Regions from separate parts of the Mus musculus genome. Here regions 1 and 3 are each linked to region 2. Evidence: chromatin contacts called from public promoter capture Hi-C data. All regions are on one chromosome and are shown on one strand. The core of a region is the stretch at or near the end of the contact, and the rest is flanking DNA. Distances in the headings are between cores, read along the strand shown.

What was found. Promoter capture Hi-C pulls out the DNA fragments that hold promoters and counts their contacts.
Region 1: a contact with region 2 is called in a promoter capture Hi-C map of embryonic stem cells. The contact joins the promoter of Ankrd63 here to the promoter of Chst14 in region 2. A contact is called at or near these places in 11 of 39 promoter capture datasets (the 3T3-L1 cell line, the C10 cell line, the HPC-7 cell line and 7 more), 1 of 484 Hi-C or Micro-C datasets (embryonic stem cells), 7 of 115 datasets of contacts at active chromatin or transcription factors (embryonic stem cells, epiblast stem cells, memory CD8 T cells and 2 more) and 2 of 9 other capture datasets (adipose tissue and liver).
Region 3: a contact with region 2 is called in a promoter capture Hi-C map of embryonic stem cells. The contact joins the promoter of Plcb2 here to the promoter of Chst14 in region 2. A contact is called at or near these places in 6 of 39 promoter capture datasets (the C10 cell line, the HPC-7 cell line, embryonic stem cells and 2 more), 4 of 115 datasets of contacts at active chromatin or transcription factors (embryonic stem cells, epiblast stem cells, memory CD8 T cells and 1 more) and 3 of 9 other capture datasets (adipose tissue, macrophages and pancreatic islet).

The regions. Positions count from the first base shown.
Region 1 is chr2:118,702,555-118,705,285 of GRCm38.p6, reverse strand. It overlaps Ankrd63 (ankyrin repeat domain 63), which reads left to right and starts at 1,323. Exons shown (of 1, transcript NM_001081971.1): 1 at 1,323-2,731. The coding sequence starts at 1,848. It also overlaps a transcript of Plcb2 not described here.
Region 2 is chr2:118,925,231-118,928,197 of GRCm38.p6, reverse strand. Chst14 (carbohydrate sulfotransferase 14) reads right to left here and starts at 1,701. Exons shown (of 1, transcript NM_028117.3): 1 at 1-1,701. The coding sequence starts at 1,546. The coding sequence ends at 416.
Region 3 is chr2:118,726,942-118,729,879 of GRCm38.p6, reverse strand. It overlaps Plcb2 (phospholipase C, beta 2), which reads left to right and starts at 1,442. Exons shown (of 32, transcript NM_177568.2): 1 at 1,442-1,642. The coding sequence starts at 1,559.

The DNA of each region.
Region 1 (2,731 bases), core at 74-2,573, 220 kb after region 2:
TTCAGTTTGTGCATCTGTGTTTCCCATTGCTGGAAACACAACCATAGGGTCTCATGTAGCCCAGGCTGGCCTCAACCTAACTGTAGCTGAGGATGATCTTGGAACTTCTGAGCCTCCTGCCTCCATCTCTCAAGTGCTGGGTTGTTAGCTTATAGCACCACACCTGGCTTCATCCTGGGAATGAATCAAACCAATCGTTTCGTGTATACTGGGCAAATACTCGACCAGCTGCGAAAAGTCCCTAGCTCTTCACTTATTCTACAAATAAACTCCATTTCAACTATTCTCAAGCCCTTTCTCTAGTCCTGGGAGCTTGTGGGGCACTCATTGTAAGACTCTGCTAGGCCTTCAGTATTCCCCGTCTCTAGCGCCCATGAGCTGATTGTCCAAAGGAAGTAGGTTTTCCACACATCTGATTGAAAAAAAAAAAAAATCTCAGGCTGTCTCCTTTCTGTAGGGGCCAGGTCTAGCGCTCTGTGGCCTAAAGATGGTTTTGTGCTCAAGAGAACCCAGCCCTGTCAGGGAATTCTTGCTTGTGTCTTTTGTCCTTTCCTAGACCCTAACTAGCCCATCTTTGAGGAGATAGGAGGTAGTGCCTGGGAAGTCCAAATGCCTGCATACTCTCGGGTCCTAAGGCACCTGCCCTGGGTCAGAGCGGCCAGTGTCTAAGTCAACTTGCTCCACAGCGACCGATCAACCGTGGAGCTGGCACGCGGGCGCGCTGTCAGGTTTGGAGACGTCTGAGATTGGAGAATGCACCCCCGCCCTTCTCTGAGTGAGCGCGTGCGGGAGGCACAATTGTGTGTGGCTGTGATTCGCTGCACTTTAGATGGCAGTTATCAGCCAGACTGAGCGCCCTCAGTCCGGAGCACAAATGCCTCATACCCCAAATTACTTTTCCTCTGTCTCTTGCCCACCTCAAGCTGGTGCACTGTCCAGTCCTGTCCTCGTGGGGTCCCAGTCCCTTTAACCTAAAACCGATGGCAGGAGCTCCCGCCAGTTTCTAAGCAGCGGAGGCTACCGATTCCGGCGGAGGCGGGGGGCGGGGAAAGATGACTGAGACTTTAGGATTGGCCCCGCCGGGTGCATGTGGCCCCCGGCGAGCAGCCTCCACCCCCGCCCCGCAACCGCCGCCGCATTCCCAGGGGAGCGCGGAGGAGGAGCCGCTCCCCAACTTCGTGGCCCACGAAGGGGTGGGGGTCAGGGGCGGTCTCCCTTGCCCTGTCCGTCTCTGCCCCGAAGGTGCAGTCTGCTTCCAGAGCAGCCATTGCCATGGAGACCCCTGAAGCTATAAAGCCAGGTATCTAGGCGTCGGGCACCTCAGGAGCCGCCGAGCCCCCCAAGTAAAAAAGCAAGCGTCCCGGCCCCCGCAAGAAAGGAGGAGGCGGGGAGAGGCTCTGGGAGCTGGAGGAGCGGCGCTCCCCGCCGAGGCAGGAGGCAGGCGCGCCAGGCGGGAGCCACCCGCTCAACAGGGGAGCAGGGGCTGCCCGGGGTGCGGGTGAGTGGCGTTGCTCCAAGCCACGAGGGACCAAGGGGCGTCGGATACAGGGAAGAGGGCCCAAGAGTTGAGGAGGCCGAGCTTGGAGCTTGAGCGGGAGTCGAAGCAGCCAGCAGCCCACACCTCCAGGCGTGGGGGGCCAGGGAGGAAAAGCAAGACGCCCTGGGAGCGGCGAGGCAGCCGAGCGGTAGGGAGACCTGAGCGGGAACTGCAGGACACTTGGTTGCAGCCACCTACACGCCGCTTGGAAAGAGCGGTACCGGTGTCCGGGCCGGGGCCGTAGCCCCGTGGGGTGAGGGAACAGGGGCGCCCCCGTGCGTCGGACTTCCGGGGCGCGGCGGCCGGAGCCATGCTCAAGCCCAAGGACCTGTGTCCCCGAGCGGGGACGCGCACCTTCCTTGAGGCCATGCAGGCCGGCAAAGTGCACTTGGCCCGTTTCGTGCTGGACGCGCTGGACCGCAGCATCATCGACTGCCGCGCAGAGCAGGGCCGGACGCCGCTTATGGTGGCCGTGGGGCTGCCGGACCCCGCGATGCGCTCGCGCTTCGTGCGACTGCTGCTGGAGCAAGGTGCAGCCGTGAACCTGCGGGACGAGCGGGGCCGCACTGCACTCAGCCTGGCCTGCGAGCGAGGCCACTTAGACGCCGTGCAGCTCCTGGTGCAGTTCAGCGGCGATCCGGAGGCGACGGACTCGGCGGGCAACAGCCCGGTGATGTGGGCGGCGGCGTGCGGCCACGGGGCGGTGCTGGAGTTCTTGGTGCGCTCTTTCCGCCGCCTGGGCTTACGCCTTGACCGCACCAACCGGGCGGGCCTCACCGCACTGCAGCTGGCTGCCTCCCGCGGCCACGGGACCTGTGTGCAAGCCCTCACCGGGCCTTGGGGTCGGGCAGCCGCTGCGGCAGCGGCCCGGGGTTCCAACTCCGACAGTCCCCCTGGCCACCCTGCCCCGGCGCCCAGCCCAGAGCGGCGACGACCCAGTCCCCGTCGTTTACCGCGCCCTCTTTTGGCACGGTTTGCGCGAGCTGCCGGCGGCCACGGTCACGGTCACGGCCATGGCCACGGCCACGGAGGCGAGCTTGCCTCTGCTGGCAAGGGCTCGGTCCGTTATAGGGCACAAGGCAATGAGAGACCAGAGTTGGGCCGGAGCATGAGCCTAGCTCTGGGTACCATGACCGAGGAGGAGACAGCACGCCTTAGGGCAGGAGCTCTGATGGCTCGACCAAACTCACCCCA
Region 2 (2,967 bases), core at 452-2,951:
AATAGGGGGTCACAGCCATTGGTCCTAGGCATGATCATGTGCTTGGCTAGTGTCATATTTGGGATTTGGCCACAGGTTAAATTACAACAGACCAGGTGGACTGCATAGACCCAGCAGCCAGGGGGCTGAAGTCAGTCTTTCGATCAAACATATGGCTTTAATAACCACTGGTGCCCTGCAGACACGGATACCACAGGCCCCTAAGAGAGGCAGTTCACCAGTGAAAGCAGCAGGCCTCCTTTCTAGCTCTGTCCTCTGAGCCACTGTGGACAAGGACCTCCAAGGACAGTCCTTACCACTGAGATATGGAGACACCTAGAGAAACCAGGAAGCCACCCAGAGCCAGGAGTTTCTCTGAAAGACATCCCAAAGCTGATATCATTAAACCCAAACTCCAAAAGGTGCTGGCCTACTGTCATTGGTGACAGGCTTCCTTGGTGACATTGGGCAGTGGGTAAGCAAAGAGGGAGAAGTCCAGGATATACTTAGGTAGCACATCTTGAAGCAGGGCCCGTGGAACATTGCACAAGTGGTAATGCAGACTTTCTGGGCTGGCTGGCCGGTACCAGGCCTGGCGAGCTGGGAACCGGACATGGGGTGGGGCCCGCACCCACTCCAGCACCTGGTTGGCATCAGCCTCCAGCCTCTCATAGGAACCCACGAAGTCGTAGTGCACAGCACATGGTTGGCACAGGTGGTACACAGGCATCCAATGCTCATTCATATGTTCAGGATCCTCATCCACCAGGTATCTCAGGAACTCTGGGAAGGTGACATCGTCCCCTGCAGGGCTGGGGCCAGCTCCAGCCCTGTAGCGCCTGACAATTTCGGCCCCATATCGCTGCTGGTACTCTCGGATCTCTCCAAACTTGTTACGGTAAGCAGACAGGAGGCGTTCCAAGGGGTCTCGCACAAACAGGAACTTGAAGTAGTGCTGCAGACGGTAGCGAATCTCCTCAGGCCGCAGGTCTGCCAGAAACACCAAGTCACTGCGGTGGTCCATCTTGAGGCGGACATCCACGTTGTTCAGGATGCCAGCCAGCACCTTCAGCACACGTTTCCAGTTAGAGCAGGCCACTTTGGGGACATAGCAGTAGAGGAAGCGGTAGCGGTCACTTACGAGAATGTGGCGCAGCAGGGTGCGCCGCTGTCCCACCGGCAAGTCCCAGGGGTCCCGGGGCATGCCTGGTTGTCCGCACACGGCCCTCAAGGTCCGGTTTCGGATGTCCTCCCTCACTTGCAAGTCCGAGTCCCCAGCATCCAAGGATAGGCCTCTAGGCTTAGGATCTGTCCCGCTCCAGGCCGCGCCTTTGTGGCTGGGAGGGTGCAGGGGAAGGGGTTTCATCTCCGATAGGATGCCTCGCTCGATCATGAGCAGCAGTCCGCTGGAGGCCACGATTACAGCGAACATCAGCATGGACGGCAGCAGCAGGGGCGGCCCCCCGAGCCCAGCCCGGGCCCGGCCCAATGGGGCCCGCCTTGGCGTGCGGCCCAGGGTCTCCGCGCTTTTCGGGGCAGCCAGTGGGGTCAGAGGGCGGGGAAACATGGTGCTGCGGCCAGACCTCGCCGACCTCGAGGCTGCAGGGGAGGTGACTGCAGCAGGGGCTGGAGGTCTCGGGAGGGGAGGGATAGTGGGTGGCCAGCTCCCGGGGTGCAGGCAGGGACCAGGGCCGGATGTCCCGCCCGGCCGCTCTTCTCTCCCCGCCCCTCCCTGATACAGGCGCGAGGGCGGGCCCACGTTGTGGGGCGGGGAGAGGGGCGGGTGCCCGAGTCCTAGGAGCTAGTTGCGGGAGGCCGCAGGCGGACCCTAGCCCGGGAGAGAACTCATGAGCCTGGGCCACTCCAGACAAAATGAGACCTGGAAAGCAGGAGCTACTGAGATCCCGTGTCTCTTTAACACGTGTCCTCTTGGTGCTCCATTTAAGATTTGCACCCTCCATCCTGCTTTAAACTGCTCTGGAACCGCTGTCCCTCCAGCTGTGACCTGAATGCAGGACAACCCACCACTCAGTCGGTCTAGACATAAAGGAGATCTGTCCTGACCGGAAGCATGGTCCTTAGCCGCTTGTACCAGTCCCAGCCCAGGGCAGGGCCACTCTGTCAAGCTCTGGCTAATGTCTCCATGGTGACATTTTGCTTTAGTAATTCCTAGGGACTAGTGCTTATCTACTGAGCAATGCTGATCTGTCTGTAAAAGGAATCTCCCCTGCCAAGTCTGAAGCAGTAGGCTAACTGGGACACTCTGGTCGGAGGCTATGGACAAGTACCTCGGGACCACGTATGGCCAATATATACTTCAGGACAACCTACAAGTACAACGCAGCAACCACAGAAAGGCCTCTTTGCTTGGAGCCAAGATGTACCCAGTGGCAACAGATTGGTCAGAGTACTTTGAACAGCAGCATACAACTAGTCCCTAAGCACTACAGCTTGACTTCGTGTGGGGCCCCAACAAGGCTTAAGACAACAGAACTGGGGAACAAATCACGTTTTTTTGTTGTTGTTGTTGTTGTTTGTTTTTAACTATTTCCTATAGTCATCAGCCACTTGACAGTAGATTCTGTGGCTGTTCACATTGTATGGACTCTGGGGTAGCTGTGACTGAAGGTTTTGTTGTTGTTGTTGTTTAGGTATGGGTTTCACTGGCTAGCCAAGGCTGACTTTCAGACCCAATTCCTAGTCATGACAGCACATTAGATGGGAGGACGAAGAATTGACTTTGGTACAGGTTATGCCCAGAGGATGATGAAAGGACTGGGTGGGAATGGTGAGACTATGAAGCTGATTAGGCAGATGAGGGGGTCTGAGGGATAAAGTGACGTGTGTGTGTGTGTGTGTGTGTGTGTGTGTGTTGTTGTTGTTCAGAGAGCCACACAGAAAACATGGGGTAAATGTCTGAACTGGGAGGTTCAGTGGCTTTAAAGTTGGATGCTGGGTGCATCTCAGGCCACTTCTGACCCTTCACTA
Region 3 (2,938 bases), core at 193-2,692, 200 kb after region 2:
GAGAGACACTGAGGGAGGGGTTGGAACACCTGTCACCTGCAGGAGTTTGGGAGCCGGTTTCCAGGCCGTTCATTCAGATCTGGTCTTAGAATTGCTTTTCTGGGGACAATTAATTTCTAAGCTAGCTTTCTTTGAGAAGTTCACTACTTTTATTGGGGGTGGGGTGGGAGGTGGGCAGGCTCTCTTGTAGCCTAGTCTTGAACTCCTGACCCCATCCCTCTAGTGCCAGAGACCCACAGTTTACCTTTTGATTCTCACTAACCCTAACTAACCTGTTCATCTAAACCTGTTCTCTCTTGCCCGCCCCTACTCTCATGCACTGGCTCCTAGCCAGTAGTTCCAGGGCCTGGAGAGGGTAGTTCACAGTTGTCAGGGGTGGCACACAGACCCCTGATGGGACCTGTTGCAGAAGGCCAGGGCCTCAGAGGGGAAGGAAATCATGGGTTAAGCTTCTAGCCTCCCCAACGGTGCTAAGCCATTTGATAAGAGTGCATTATTAGGTAAGAGGAAGTGACTGGGGCCTGAGCTGGGCTGGAACTGAGCCTCTGGGATAGATATGGACGATGTAAGGATCACAACACCTAGAACCGAACTGGGTTAGAGTGGGCTAAACCCTGAACAGGGGGCTAGAGCAGGCTCTGGTCTGCCTCTCAGAACCTCTCTCCTCCAGGATCTGTGTGTGAGGCAACACAGTGCATGAAGGAACACTCCAGTGCTGGCGGCAGCAAAGGGCCTCTTAGGCTGTGAGGCAGCTGCTGGGCAGTGGAGTTTTTAGGTATTCATTGAAAGGTTCAAAGATGCAGAGAAGTGTCATGGGTGAGAGGCATACTGCCTCACCTGGCTCTCATTTTCATGGGGAGGAAGCACTGAGAAAGAGGAGCTGGGTGTCCGAGAGACTTTGCTTATTCAAAACACTCAGTGCCAGCTGGGACCCGGCCCATCCCTGACTCCCACTTCCAGATCCCGCCCTCTGAGGACAGAACCCCTGCTCTGTGGAGGACCCTTTTCCTAAAGAACTGTTTGTGTTCTTGCCTCAGCCCAAGGCTCAGGAATGGTATCTCCCACCCCCCTCCATGATATATCACTTTCTTCCATTGGCGGGGGGGGGGGGTGTGTAAATCTGAGTAAAGCCTGTCTTTGTAACGGGGTCCTGGCCCCAACATTTCTAGATCTCATAGCCCGCCCCTCAGTTCACAGCAGCCCAGAGAAGGAAGCCCAGAGCAGGAAGTGCTGAGGCAGGGGGTGGGGGAGGAACTCCCAGGAGGGGAGCTCAGCCCCCTTGGGCAAAACAGCTACTGCAGCCCCCGGCTTCAGGAGGAGGAGGAGGAGGAGGCTGATTTACAAGGCAGATCAACTGGGCCCTGGCCTGAAGCTCTGAGTCCTGCATCCAGCTACTGCCACCCCGCAGGCTATAAGAGCACCCGACTTCCGGACCAGTACTGGGCGGGTGCCATGTGAGCCTAGCCTAAGCTTCCTCTCCTGTTCACCCTTCTTCCTTCTCTTCTCCTGTCCCCTGGAGAGGTTTGCCCAACCTCTCCAAAGAGGGACACTTGACATCATGTCTTTGCTCAACCCTGTTCTATTGCCCCCTAACGTGAAGGCATATCTGAGCCAAGGGGAGCGCTTCATCAAGTGGGACGATGTGAGTAGGGTTCGCCTCCCCCCCCTCAAATCCCCAGCCCCCGGGACGGTGGGGGCTGGGCTGCTTGGGAGCTTTGCAGAACGGAGGGTTGGTTTATGTCTTCCCAGCACCCAGGCGCCTATGTGTCTGTCACAACAGTCTATCTAGATAAACAAGTCTGGGGTGAGGGTGGGTGCTCCTGGCTGCTGTAGGGAAGGAAGCCTCTGTGTTTGGGAATAAGAGAGGGGGCTATGTGTGTTTGTGTGTGTGTGTGGGGGGGAGTCAGAGTCAGAAATCTTTGGACCTGATTTGCCCTTTTCAAATCCCCGAAGATGATAAAGGTTTGTTTCTAGTAACTTCAGTGTTGGTAGGGGGAATGCATGTCCCTCTCCTCCCACCTCAGCTGAGATCAGGAAGAGAGGTCAGTCAGGTCCTCTTCCCAGCACGGACACCCCAAATTTGCTCTGGCAGGAGGCCCATAACCAGCTGCACCATCCCAGTGTGCAGAACAAACTGTGTCCTGTCCCAGGGAAGCCATATTCTATCTCAAGCTACTACTGTGGCAAGAGTTACAAAAGGGCCGTGGATCCAGTTGAAAACGGGAGGCTCAAAGACTGGGGTCTGAGAAGGAACTTACTGACTTCTGCTTCCCCCATGGTGGCTCAGCTCAGCTCAGCCTTCTATTACCTGCCAACCTGTCATCCGGCCGGGGAGGGAAGACCATCTGCACCCCAGCCCAGAGTCTGCGCCTTCCTAACTCGTCTCTGGTCCTTCTGGGCTGAAGACACAGCCACTAACCATAGAATCTTTTGGTCTAAGAAGAATAAAATGAGAACTGTCACTCAGAGAGGGATAGGCCTCCTTAAGAGTGCTCTAGCCTGGCCTCAGGAAGGCCTGATGTTCTCAACAGCGCATGACATTTAGGAGGTCACCTACAATTACTTCAGCTCCCTGGATTGGCTAGTCTAGTTTCTCTATGAACTGAGGGGAGTCTGAAGCTAGACCCTTCAGGGCTTTGTTACGTTAAGGCATCTGGCTGTCAAAACTGTGGGGATGGGGCCCTGGCATGAAATGCTTTCTGTTTCTCTAGAAGTTGGTCTCTAGAAGTTTTGGTTGGTGTGGCATGGTGGTGGCATGCTGGTGACATGGTGGTGATGTGGCGTGTCTCAGAGTCTATGGAAGGAGGAAAATGACTCACAATGAAAAGTGAAGTGACTCTCTCAGTTCCTCTGGGAAGCCTGTATAACCTGAGGGGGGCTGTAGGTCATCAGGGATAAGGCATGTGATTCTTTCTCCAACCTGTGTGTCTGGTTGACC